Regions from separate parts of the Mus musculus genome. Here region 1 is linked to region 2. The links are chromatin contacts, called in public promoter capture Hi-C maps. All regions are on one chromosome and are shown on one strand. Each heading gives the region's core, a stretch centred on a gene start, on an enhancer-like site or on the middle of the called end of the contact. The rest is flanking DNA. Distances are from core to core; before and after follow the strand shown. Region 1 overlaps Epb41l2 (erythrocyte membrane protein band 4.1 like 2). Region 2 overlaps Enpp3 (ectonucleotide pyrophosphatase/phosphodiesterase 3).

Region 1 (6,567 bases), core at 3,463-5,962, 700 kb before region 2:
CCTGCTAAAGGCACACAGCATACAAGACTCCAACACCACTCTGCAATGCTCATAGATTAGTGCCTTGTTCAGCCATCATCTGAGTAGCTTCTCTTGAACAAGATGGCAACTAACACAAAGACCCACAACTGGACAGGATACAGAGTGAGACCTTGGAACAACACCCAGTCCTAAATAGGATGTCTCCATCAAATCCCTCCATACAGAGCTCAGTGAACTCTGTAGAAGTTAGAATGAAAGATTTAAGACCCAGTAGGGAAGACACCAAAGAAACAAGTCTTCTAGACACCGCAGGACCGACATATCATGCATGGGGACTACACAGGTCTAAGCCAGATAGGGTCCCAGTACTGAGAGAAAGGGGACACAAGCCCCACCCCTAACCCAGAAGCTAGCTCTAAATTATAACTGCTTTCAAAGGAAAAAAAAATGTTTTCTCCAATGAAGTCTTGCTGTGTATATAAACCACACTTAAGGGCACATACTCTTCCCAGTAGTAGATGGACAACACACAAAAAAATTTCAATGATATTTTGCAAGGTTTTATTTTTATTTGGTTGTTTGTTTTTTAAATGGTTTCCTACTTTTGTTTGTATAGGTTTTCTGTATATGCAAACGTATGTCTTTGCATTGCTTGTATGGGTTGCTGTATATGCAAAGGTATGTCTTTGCGTCTGTGTGTTCCTTGTGCTTTTTCTTTTGCTCGTTTTTGTTTGTTTTGTATTATTCTGGTTCATTTGTTTTTATTTTATTTTTTTAATGATTGTTTTCGAATGAGAGAAACAAAGGGTAGAGATTTGAGTGGGTGAGATAGTGAAAAGAGCTGGGAGAAGCTTTCGGAGGGAATTCATAATCAAAATATATTATATAAAAAATCTATTTTCAATTAAAAGAAAAAAGACATACATCTAGGTGCTCACAGTCTGCACTGAATTTCCTGAAAAGATAAGCAGCCGCCCAAAGTGGGTCCAGGGACCAAACACAGTTCTTTTAGAAGTACAGCCACTGACCCATTTTTCCAGCCCCGTTTTTCTTCTTTGTAAGAAGCTGATGGATAACATTTGGAGCAATAGCAGTTTCCCCACCTCATCTTCTGTACTGGCTGATTTCATGTCAACCTGACAGAAGCTGTGCTCATCAGAAAGAAGGGAGCCTTAATTGAAAAGATGTTGCCATAAGATGTGGCTGTAATGCATTTTCAAAATTCGTGATTGATGGGGAAGGGCACAGGTCATCGTGGTGGTGCCATCCCTAGGCTGGTGATCCTGGGTTCTATAAAGAAGCAGGCTGGCAAGCCAGTAAGCAGCACCCCCATGGCCTCTGCATCAGCTCCTGCCTCCAGGTTGAGTTCCTGTCCTGACTTCCTTTGATGATGAAGAGTGGTGTGGAGTTTAAGCTGAGTCAGCCCTCCCCTTCCCTGGCTGCTTTTCATCATGCTGTTTCATCACAGCAACACAAACAACTGAGCATTTGCAGGCCCTAGTTTGTCCTCCAACATTGCAGGCAAGAAGTCCCAGGGGTGGAACTGAGGCTGTCCATCTGGAAAATGAGTCCCAGGGACGGAACTGAGGTTGTCTAGCTGGAAGCAAGAGCTTTTACTTGCTGGGCCATCTCACTGCCCTCATTAAATTCTCAAAGGTAGTTTAAAGATAGGTAACTATAATGTAAATACTTTGAGATAGGTTTTTCCAAATTGTCTTCTAAGAAATAAAATATATAGTATGTAACTATGGTTTCTTCTCACAATCTCCAAGCAGTGATTAAAACATACATTTTTACCACATGGGTAAAAAATGTTATACTAGATGTATAATTTTTAATGATTTAAGCAAAAGAATAAGGCCAAAGTTTTTTGTTTGTACTTAAGTTTTCAAATGGTTTACCTGTGTGATCATTAGCCTATTTTTCTCCAGAAGTGTTTACATTTTCTTCATAAATTATTAGATTTCCCAGTTTGTTGAGAATATTAGTCCTTTTCTGCTGGTTATATTAAACACCACTTATCACTATTTTCCCCTTTGGTTCAGCTAAAATCTTAAACTTTTAGGCAATACTAGCTTTATGCTCTCTCTATAGCTCACTGTTTGATACATAATGTTTAACATATAGATTTTAAAGACTATAAATCTAGCAGAAAGGTGCCAGCATCGCCCCCAGCAGTCACTGTGACTACTAACTACCAAGTGCACTAGCACACTTGATGGGAGAAGGAGCGTAAGTGCCCACTGCTGGCAGCTTCTTTAGAAGGCCATTGGCACTAGACAGCCAGCCAGAGGTTTGTGCTCGAAGAGAACAACAATGTGGAGAAACTCATCCGGTGAAGACACTGATGGAGAACTGCACAAACAGGGACACAGGGCAGCCAGGCAAGGCTGCGGATGGCCAGGCTCACTTACCTTATTCTTCTCCTTCCTCCGCCAACTCTGTTTCTTTGTGCACTACCACCCTTGTGACCGACATATCAGGGTGCTGCTCTCTCGCTTCCCGTATGGCCTGAGCCAGCGCCTACCAGGGTCAGAAGAACAAGCAACTATGAGCTGAGTATTTGGCTCCACACAAAGATGGCAGAATACACGCAACTTCATCAACCAGACACAAGCTCCAGCAATCTGTTCTTGTGCCTTCCTTTACAGTAACAGGGCTGTTTGAATTGGGGTCGTGGCAAAGAATACCTGCTGTTCTGCACTTCCTGTCCTTCCTGTGCACCTCAGCAGGGTGATGCATGGAGGAGAGCTCGCTGGCTTTGAAGCCCGTTCTCACCTGGAACTGGGTGCACTCACTGTACTATACTGAGTTTTGGCTTGCACGCACATTAGGAGAACATAAGTTTTCTCTGAGCCTTATATAACTTTTACCTGGAAGTGCAGACTAAGGCAATAAAGAATATTTTGAGGTTTGCTGTATGAACGTAAATGATGTCAACCAAAAGTGTAGTGCCTTATATGAACATTCAAGTATAGCCACCATACAGACAGCTGGGAACTCCAAGACATGGGAGCAGGCCTCCTAGTCTTTGCTATCTAATTTTAAACATTAACAGAAAAAAACACCTATAAACCTATAGGAGACAGAAAAAAGAACAGCAATAACAATAGAAGCCATCACTAAGACAAAGAGCAGATGGACCTTGCAGGCCCTTTTCTGCAGCTGAAGACTCAAACAGGCAGCCACCATCAGCAGCAAGTGAAGAGCATCCAGTGTCAAAAGCACGGCTTCATGGTCTCTTCCACCGACAAGGTAGGGATTAAAAATACCTCTGTCTCATCAGAGAGCAAACTATGTAACATGGAAAGACCCTATTTTTGAGAGACATATCTTTCTTAATTATTGCCAATTTTATTTGTAAAGAAGGTTTGGAGGAAAAATAAAGAAAACAAAACCATACAAGAACAAAGTCTTGGAAAGAATTCTAAATGGGAGGAAAAATCCTTTAAGGTACAGGTCTTCTCACTGTTTAAGGAAACCAGGTAGTTGGAAACAGCAAAACGCAGCGCAGTGTTTCTTTTCCCCGGGGGCCTGTCTGTGGAGACAAATGCATTGCCGGATCACAGTACAGCTTCTCTCTGATGCAAGGCTATGGAGCACACCTTGAAGCTTTGCTCATTAAACCAGGTACAGCTAATAAGCACAGGGGAAGACTAAGAGCCATAATCAATACCTGACGCCTGAATGTGCATGGGTATTTTTGCCTGCATGTTTGCCTGTATACCCATGTATGCTGGTGTCGTTGGAAGCCAGACAGAGTGTATGGTCTCCTAGACCGAGTTATAAAAAGTGATGATCCACCAGATGGGCACTGAGAAGCAAGCTCAGGTCCTCTGGAAGAAAAGCCAGCATCCTGTAACCGTTGAGCCACCTCTTCAGCCCATATCTTAAATTATGGCTGTAACCCTTTCATTCCATATCAACTCAAGAAGCTAAATGCAACAACATGTATTATGGCAATAATAAAGATCATGAGAAAATATCACTGTCAAAATCACAGGAAAAAACTGTGAGCATGAGTCTCAGTAGAGTCAGTTAGTTTTGAACTTCATGGGTTCCGTCTAATCTAGTCTCCTGAGAGCGGACCTTGAACAACAGGCCGCACCACTGCACCAGACTGAGAACTGTTGTATTAGGAAGAAATGTGCTCAGAAGAGAAACAACAGGTTGTTTACTCCCAGAATGGAGCAGGATTCATGCCCAGCACAGAAGGAAGAGCTGCTGAGCTGGACCCTAAGAGAGCACGCCTCGCAGACATACCAACGTGAGGAGGTGTTTCTCTTTGTGTGTAGCTCATAGAAAGGAATAGCCTAAGATTCCTCTGAACACAAGGAAGGGGATGTAGAAAACGTGTGAATGACCACCCAGGGTCACTATGTAATCAGCATCATTGTTTGGCAAGAAAGCCATTTTCATTTAAGCTTACATAGCTTTAAGGAGGATGTGAACGTGCCGCAGGCTCCTGGTGGGGAGTGTCCGGGTCGGACCTCACTTTAGCAGAGCTGAGGCCTGGGAGAAGCCCGGTCTCACAGGCAGGTAAGCCTGCCGAGTCATCTACATTGGGGTTGTGTTATTTTCCTACCCATATGCTTCACATTTGTTATATTCACCTTTCACAAGCAATGCTACATAAACACGAGTTTTCAAGGCGAACAGGCTATAAAAGGTGAAACACAGAACTGAACCCAGCACTGCTCAGCTGGGAAAGTCCTTACAAAGCATGGGAAGGCCTGCACTTTGGGGAGAGTTAAAGAAACGATGGCTGGGAACATTCACACTCTCCTGCTTAGAATGCTGAAGGAACTTAGCAAACAGCTCTTGAGCAAGAAGCCCAGAGGGAAATAAGAGTCAGGCAAGCACCACCTCCAGTTCAGGGGTGTCCAGATTCCAGAGGACAACAGTGGACCGCGCACCGCTGACAGTCTGGGAGACTGGGAGCCTCACTTCCAAGACAAGGTTCTTGTCCACGATGAGTGTACTAGGCAGCTCCTAGAAACCCCTCACACTAAGTTCACACTGAGCGCCCACAACAACTTTATCTCTAACCCTCAGAAACCAAAACCAAAACAAACCAACAAGCAAACGAATCCCCGTAAATTATGGAACATGTAATTAAAATACCATGCTTACAAACATCACACACAGAGCCTTTCTCAAGCACGCAGTTCTTATATCTAACAGTGGCCTTCTTGGAGACCATGCTGTGTTCAAAGCTTTGTCTACCATTTGTTCCTCTTCTCCAGCAGAAGCAATCCACTAAACACTTCTTTTCCTTTCTTCAAGTTGTGAAACAACAACAACACCCCCCAAAAACCTTGTTCTCCTTTTTAAAAATCATTTAAAAAAAAAAAGAAAGAAAGAAAAGCCAGAGAGCTAGAAAGACAAGAAAGGAAGAAAAGGAAGGAAGGAAGGGAGGGAAGAGGAAGGAGGAAGAGAAAGAGGAGGAGGAAGGCAGCAAACAACTCTTCTCATCATTTGGGACTACAGTCTAAAATCAAGCATCAAGCAGCTCATTATTACCTCTTTATAACTGTTATAACAAGCACTGCACTTATATAAACAAACAAACAAACAAATAAATAGAATCAATATACATTTTCTTTTTTTATTTTATTTTTTACTTTATTCAACACAATATATATTTTATACCAATCATAAAAATGATGGACATGTTATTAAATGAACATAAATAGGTAAAGTCTTCTTGCTTGTTTATTTGTTTTGTTTTGTTTTGTTTTTAGTAGAGTTTAAAATCTTGGCTCTTAACTGTGGTACAAACACAAAATAAGGACAATTTTTAGACATTGGAGTTCATTGTAAGAAGGCTGTACTTCAATGTCCCTCACATCACCAAAGGATTTTACCTCCACAGTAGCTAAGCTAAGAGTTGACAGTTCTGCTGCGCCAAGGAATGAATTGTAGGCACGATTATTTGGACACAGATTTCCTGCTATGGACAAAGTTATTTGACTAAAGTGATTGTCATCATTCTCGGACCACAGGGAACAGGTTACATTCATTTAAAAAATGGGGTGTGTATTAAGAAGGTGTATCCATGAAGTCGTTCATCAACTGTTTCAATGAACAGTGGTTCTGCTTGGAGGATGGCACAGACACCTCATTTCAGAAAAAGAGTAAAAAGGGCCAGTAAATATCTTCAACAAAATTATAGAAGAAAACTTCCCCAACATAAAGAAAGAGATGCCCACGAACACACAAGAAGCCTACAGAACTCCAAATAGACTGGACCAGAAAAGAAATTCCTCCCGACACATAATAATCAGAACAACAAATGAACTAAATAAAGATAGAATATTAAAAACAGTAAGGGTAAAAGGTCAAGTAACATATAAAGGCAGACCTATCAGAATTACACCAGACTTCTCACCAGAGACTATGAAAGCTATAAGATCCTGGGCAGATGTTATACAGACCCTAAGAGAACACAAATGCCAGCCCAGGCTACTATACCCAGCAAAAGTCTCAATCACCATAGATGGAGAAAACAAGATATTCCATGACAAAACCAAATTTTCATAATTTCTTTCAACAAATCCAGCCCTACAAAGAATGATAGATGGA
Region 2 (6,121 bases), core at 2,333-4,832:
AAAAAAAAAAAAAAAAAAAAAAAAGGCATTAGATTTCATTACATATGGTTGCTGGGAATTGAACTCATGACCTCTGGAAGAGCAGTCAGTGCTCTTAATTGCTGAGCCATCTCTCCAGCCTCTTACTTCTGATTTTTTGGGGGGGGGGATCTACTTACAGTCCTACAGAGGTTCCCCCTTCTGATGCTTTCATTATGTATCTTTTGATAATTTTATTGCATGTATAATAGTATGGTTGGTTTGCTTAGTTTCATGTCTTTGGGGTATCTGTAGATGCTCAGGAATTGGAGGTCTGTCCCCTTTCCCAGATCTGATTCTTTAGCTTTTATTTCTTGGAATCAACCTTTAAGCTCCCTTTCTTTCTCCCCTTCTTCTGGAAATCCCACGATGTGTATATTGGTCCACTTGATGATTGTAATACTCCTCATCTTTATTTTCTCTTTGTCATGATTTCTAAATTTTGTTCTTCTGTATGAATAACTTCCAGTGAAATCCTTGACTTTTCTGACCTATTTTCCTCTTGATCTGAATTGTCTGAATTTGCAGAACTCTGGGGAAGTCTTCAGTGAAGTTATTGCAGCCTTCGGTTCTTTTTTTTTTTTTTTTTTTTTGGTACATTTGAAATACTGTCTATCTATTTTATGGAATGCAGTCTGTGTATCACTAATGAGCCTCTTTGCAATAGCTATTTTTAGCTCTCTATTAGAGAAATCATACTTTACTGCTTAATTAAGGCAAGCTTCTGAAAATTTGTCTTGTTCCTTTCTTTTGAACTTGTTTTCTTGTTGCCTTCATTGTTCCTTTACTAATTATAGACTATATTCAGCTCTATTATTAGACAAGACAGTCACTTCTCTTAGTCACGCTATATTGGTTTGTAATAGAAAGTTACCAATCAGCCTGATTATATACTATATAAGCTAGAGGTCTCTCAATCTCATAGTAGGTTCAACTTTTTTCTTTGTTCTTAGGGGATGTGCAGGTATGAAATATATGTCAGATCTCATCCAAGCAAGCAAGACCAAAGCACAGTTTCATCATCAGTAGACGGTTTTAACTCTTTCTGACCCCAGAGAAGTCAGTTGGAATCGTGAGCTCCACTTGTTCTGATGATGGAGAGGCAGCATGCTAATTCGTATAATAGATACATCTTTTAGCTTACATACTCCGTTGTCAGCTTGATGAGATTTAGAACCATCTGGGAGCTGGGACTTTAGGGATGCTTCTGGGGGATTTGTCTTGATCAAGTGGCAAGACCTATACAGAATGGTAGGACCATTCCCCGAGGTAGAATCCTGAATGGTGTGAAAAGAAAAAACCCAGAGAAGGAAAGGCAGTCATTGTCCTCTGTTTTTTAACTTTGAATTCAATGTGACCAAGTACCTGAAACTCTTGTGGCTTTGAATTTCCTACAACAAAGGACTGTGAGCCAAAATAAATCCCCTTTCCTTTAAGCTGCTTTTGTTAGGTTTATTATTTCCTTCTCATGAAAAGTAACTTAGACAGTGGACAGCTCAGAGGCCATTCTTCTGCAGAAACCCTGAAAAGACGGGGGATTAGATGTAATCCAGGGAAGTCTCTGGACTGGGGTCCACTCCTTACTCACACTGAGCTTAGTCAACATGAGGAACTGGGTGAATGTGCACAGACTAGTTCATCCTTCTTACTTTCTTTGATTCCTGGGGAATTAGAATATGCTGGGTCACCCCAGCTCTTCAAAACCGGCGAGAGAAAAACTTGCCACTTGGAGTTTAGCTGGGAAGTTTGGCCATTAGAAGGATGTTCTAATTCTCTTTCCCCCCTGAGGAAAGCTGGAACCTCGAGGTTCCCAGAGGATCTCGTGGGATACAGAACCATGCTGTTTGAGAGGGGACTGTGGCAGTTACCATGTGGCTGTGCCTGTCTTTTGGAGCCTCTGAGGACGGTTCTGGAGTTCCCACGGAAGGGACTGATGCATGTGTTGCTACTGAATGGCTGCACTTGTGGGACGAAGAGCAACACGGCTTCCTCCTCCTTCAGCTTCCTAGCATCAACCTCTCTTTAATCTATTCTCTGTGTGTAACGAGTTTAGGCACGCAACTTGCAATTAGTGGGAGGATCAACACCGCCCCCCCCCACATACACACTTTCCGGGTTCCACTGAATTCTGGATATAAAACAGGTTAGCCATTTGACGAGTCTTCTCGGAAGGTACAAGCAAGGTTTGTAAACAATCAAAAGGCACGTCTCCAGTCTGTGGCTATTGCTGAACTGTTTGTATGTTGTCACTCTGTGGCAAGGTCTTGTTCATATTTTATTAGGATTGCTTTGAAGCTCATATCTGTCCTTATGGTTGTAGAGGCTGTAAGCCTGCTTATGCATTCTTATCCTGTTTGCATTTTTGGATTATGTTTGTTTAGCATTTTCTTTCCTTTCTTGAGTGTTTGTACATGCACATGAATACGTGTGCTCTTATATGTAGAAGCCAGAAGCTGATACCAGGTACTCTCCTCAATCAATTTATTTGGAGTACATCAGTTCACCAAGACAAGCTGGCAGGTGACCTCTCAAAGATCTGCCCATCTTGGCCTCCCGAGTCTAGGTTTAAAGATGCATACCACCATGCCCTGCTTTTTATGTGGGTGTTAGAGATCCAAACTTGCTTTCTCAACTTCACGAAGCTAACTGAGCCATCTGCCCTAGATTTTTGTTTCTCTGAAAATGTTTTTTTTCTATAAATTATGTTACAAAATTAATATTTTCTAGGCAACGTTTTGTAGTCAAAACAAAACCTTGTCCTGATAGCCTTCCTTTTCCTACAGAAGCAAGCCATCATGTCTGGCTAGAGGCTTTCTGTTGGATCTAGGTTAAATTTAAGTTTCTATTTAGATTCAGAAGAAACACACTGCAGGGAGGCCATGCTTTCTGCAGGCTGTCCTCTAGTGTCCTGGCTAAGTCACAGGACACAAAGCAATAGACGAGTCTGAGGACAGTTTCAGGTGGGTCCTGATTAGGGCATTACATACCTAGGGCGGGGCTGCTCAGTTACACTTCATTAATACCCAGTTTCTTCCGGCATTTGCAAACTTGAGTCCTCCCACCCATTTTCTAAGGAAATAAAAACAGAAACTGACTCTATATTTCCTGTTCATTTTTTTTTCTCCCATGTCATTCTTTAAATGGTGAAAGTAGATTAAATCTCATTTTATTTTATCATAGAACTTCATGGTAATTTGAGTTTATAACGTCCAAAGCAGAAGAAACCTCCACCTCCCCTCTTTGCATCGAGGGCTGTACACAGCGGACTCAAGATGGATTTCCAGCAGAGTCTGATGGGGGACACTTCTGAATCTTATTAAAAACAAACCATGGCTGGGAAGTTGAGCAAACTCAAGGCTGTTTGGGAGAGCGTTGTTTTCAGCTGCAGAGCGTGTGACATTTTGGCCCTTGACCAATTTCACGTTGTGTTTTAACTTAGATGGAATCTATAATGGGAGAGTGGGCTTTGAGAATTCGAGGTCGTGAGACCTGGGTGTGGAAACACTCCTCGCCTTAACGCTGCACAGGAAATGGCAGTGTGCTCCAGCAGGTCTGACCTCCTCTCCTGGGGTTACTGCTCACACCGAAAACAGAAGAACAATGGGAGCACAATTAATGCCACACTTTGTGAAAAACACCTAACAGGAAGCGTCAATAGATGGAAACTGACCCAAAAATAACAAGCTGCAGCGTGAACTTTGAGAATTTTACCAGGTGGCGCTTTTTTTTTTCCGCCGTTTTTGCAGTTGTACACTTCAAATGCTTTTTCAGCCTCGGAGGAGAGTTGACTGGTGACTTCTGTTATGCTCAATATTTTAAATGTAGGAACTGCAGCTGAGAGCCAAATTCTGGGTAGAAATTGTTACTGTAACTATCAGACACATAAAGCGAGGAACCAAGAGAAAGCACTGCCAGTAGTGTGTATTTCAGGGTATTTTTATCTTAAAGGTCAGCAAGTTGGGGCTCCTCAGCCAACTCTGCCTTTAATGCATTTGACTCCATATATGCTAAGAACTGGATTGTTTTTAACGATTTAAAAGAGAAGAAGAAAAATCTTGTGGCATGTAAAAGTTGAATTTTGATGTCTACCGGTAACATTTATTGTATCTCAGTGAGTTTCCTTGTGTATGGATTGGCTCACCTGTGGTGCATTCCCGAAAAGAATAGAATTTGAGTTGCTACAGCAGAAACCACATGGCCTTGCAAAGTTTAACATCGATGCCTCCTGACTCTTCCCAGAAAAAAAAAAAAAAAGCCCATTTGACTCCCAGAAATGGACAAAGTTTCAGGGTCAGAATTCCACCCTCTTTCCATGTCTAACCCCTTTTTTAGTTTCTGGAAAACATGCTGGTATTTAGTTATCCACAATAAACACCTGCCTAATGTCTTACTCTATTGCCTTACAGAAACATGTGGAATCCATTCTAAATATATGAGAGCTATGTATCCCACCAAAACCTTCCCAAATCATTATACCATTGTCACGGTAAGTGCTTGGATCAGTGGAAAATTGACAGGCCACAGGCAGGGAATTGACTGCACTACACAGATAGGGACACATTGAGCAAGAACTGGGCAAGCTTGTGCTACACACTTCATAAGTGCACCACTGAATCCAGGCTAGAAAGGCATGGCTCGGTGTTCTCTATCCATTGACCACACACACCTCACATTAGGCTAACTCACCTTTGTGAGGCCACAGAAATCTGTGAGATGTGAGAAACACCTTTCTCCTGGATCTTTTCACTGCTCTTTCCTTAACTGGAAGTCAGCTGGAAGTGTGGCACTCTGTAAGCACTGATACTTACATGTGGAAAATTCTAGACACAAATATCTATCTATCTATCTATCTATCTATCTATCTATCTATCTATCTATCTATTATCTATCAATCTATTTGCTAGTTTTACTTGATGAAATTTTGTTTCATAAGTGGACTCATTCTAGTGACTTTAAAAAAAAGATAAGACAACCAAAGCAAATAGATTCTCCTCATTAAATGAAAAAACATGGGTAGCAAGCAGGTAATTAAGTATGCAAGAGATGTTAGCTTTTTTGTGTTACACAGTATGTTAGTTATTTTGCTCATTGCTAGAACAACATAGCAGACAGAAAGCCATTTAAGCATGAAGCACTCTGCTCATTCTGGAGTACAGTGTGAAGGGATCCATCCTGACACAGTGGATGGCGCGGCAGCAGGAGCTAGAGGCTGCTTGGTCGTGCTCACGCGTACTCAGGAAGTAGAGAGAAAACAGGAAGTAGGACAGGGGTATAAAATTCCAAGGCCTGGCGAGATGGTCAGCTGGTCAAGGTGCTTGACACGGGCCTGAGAACAGGAGTTCTGTGTTCAGGACTCACATAGTGAAAGGAGAGAAATGACTCTTCAAAGTTGCCCTCTGACCTCCCTGTGTTTCCCTTACGTAGCATGTACATAACCCACAGCACACATGCACATGCACAGGCACAGAAAGTAAATATATAAACACACCTCCTGTCCAGGCCTGTACTGGTGACCTATATCCCCCTTCTTCCATCGAGGCTTTACCTTCTAAAGCAGTGGCTCTAAGGCTGTGGTTTGCAACCCCCTTGGGATCACATATCAAGTATCCTGCATATCAGATACTTAACATTACGATTCGTAACAGTGGCAGAATTACAGTTCTGAAGTAGCAATGAAATAATTTTGAGGTTGGCAGTCACCACAACAGGAGGAACTGTAGTCAAGGGTTACAGCATTAGGATGGTTGAGAACCACTGATCTAAAGGTTCTACCCTCTCCCAGAATAGTACTTTCAACCAGGAACCAAGTGTCAAACCAACTGAACCTCTGGGGGACATTTAACAGTGTAAGCACCAGGAGCCAAGTGTCAAAACAACCGAGCCTCTGGGGGACATTTAACAGTGTAACAGTTAAACATTTAACAGTGAAGTCAGAACGAACCATCTGCTGCTAGCTGCAGCTGAGGCCAAGAGACATGGAGGGTAAGAAGCTGCGTCTTCCTGACACTTTAGTTTCAGATCTGTTCCATTGAAAAGTGTACCGTTCTTCCTAGGTGTGAGTAGAGATCTGTCGCTATTGCAGTCTGCCTATCGTTTACTAAAG

Evidence for each region. Capture Hi-C pulls out chosen DNA fragments and counts their contacts.
Region 1: a contact with region 2 is called in a promoter capture Hi-C map of adipose tissue, with 2.8 times the contacts expected there. The contact joins two enhancer-like sites. A contact is called at or near these places in 2 of 9 other capture datasets (adipose tissue and embryonic stem cells).

The regions. Positions count from the first base shown.
Region 1 is chr10:25,508,911-25,515,477 of GRCm38.p6, reverse strand. Epb41l2 (erythrocyte membrane protein band 4.1 like 2) reads right to left here. Exons shown (of 20, transcript NM_001199265.1): 19 at 2,397-2,505. The coding sequence ends at 2,398. Among named protein-coding and RNA genes, the nearest start is that of Smlr1, 24 kb to the left of the region's middle. Within about 2 kb of position 4,712, at least 13 of the 459 cell types and tissues checked have an H3K27ac peak or open chromatin away from gene starts, as enhancers often do. A contact at or near this core is called in adipose tissue, where this site is marked.
Region 2 is chr10:24,808,237-24,814,357 of GRCm38.p6, reverse strand. It overlaps Enpp3 (ectonucleotide pyrophosphatase/phosphodiesterase 3), which reads left to right. Exons shown (of 25, transcript NM_134005.2): 7 at 4,425-4,504. Among named protein-coding and RNA genes, the nearest start is that of Enpp3, 25 kb to the left of the region's middle. Within about 2 kb of position 3,582, at least 14 of the 459 cell types and tissues checked have an H3K27ac peak or open chromatin away from gene starts, as enhancers often do. A contact at or near this core is called in adipose tissue, where this site is marked.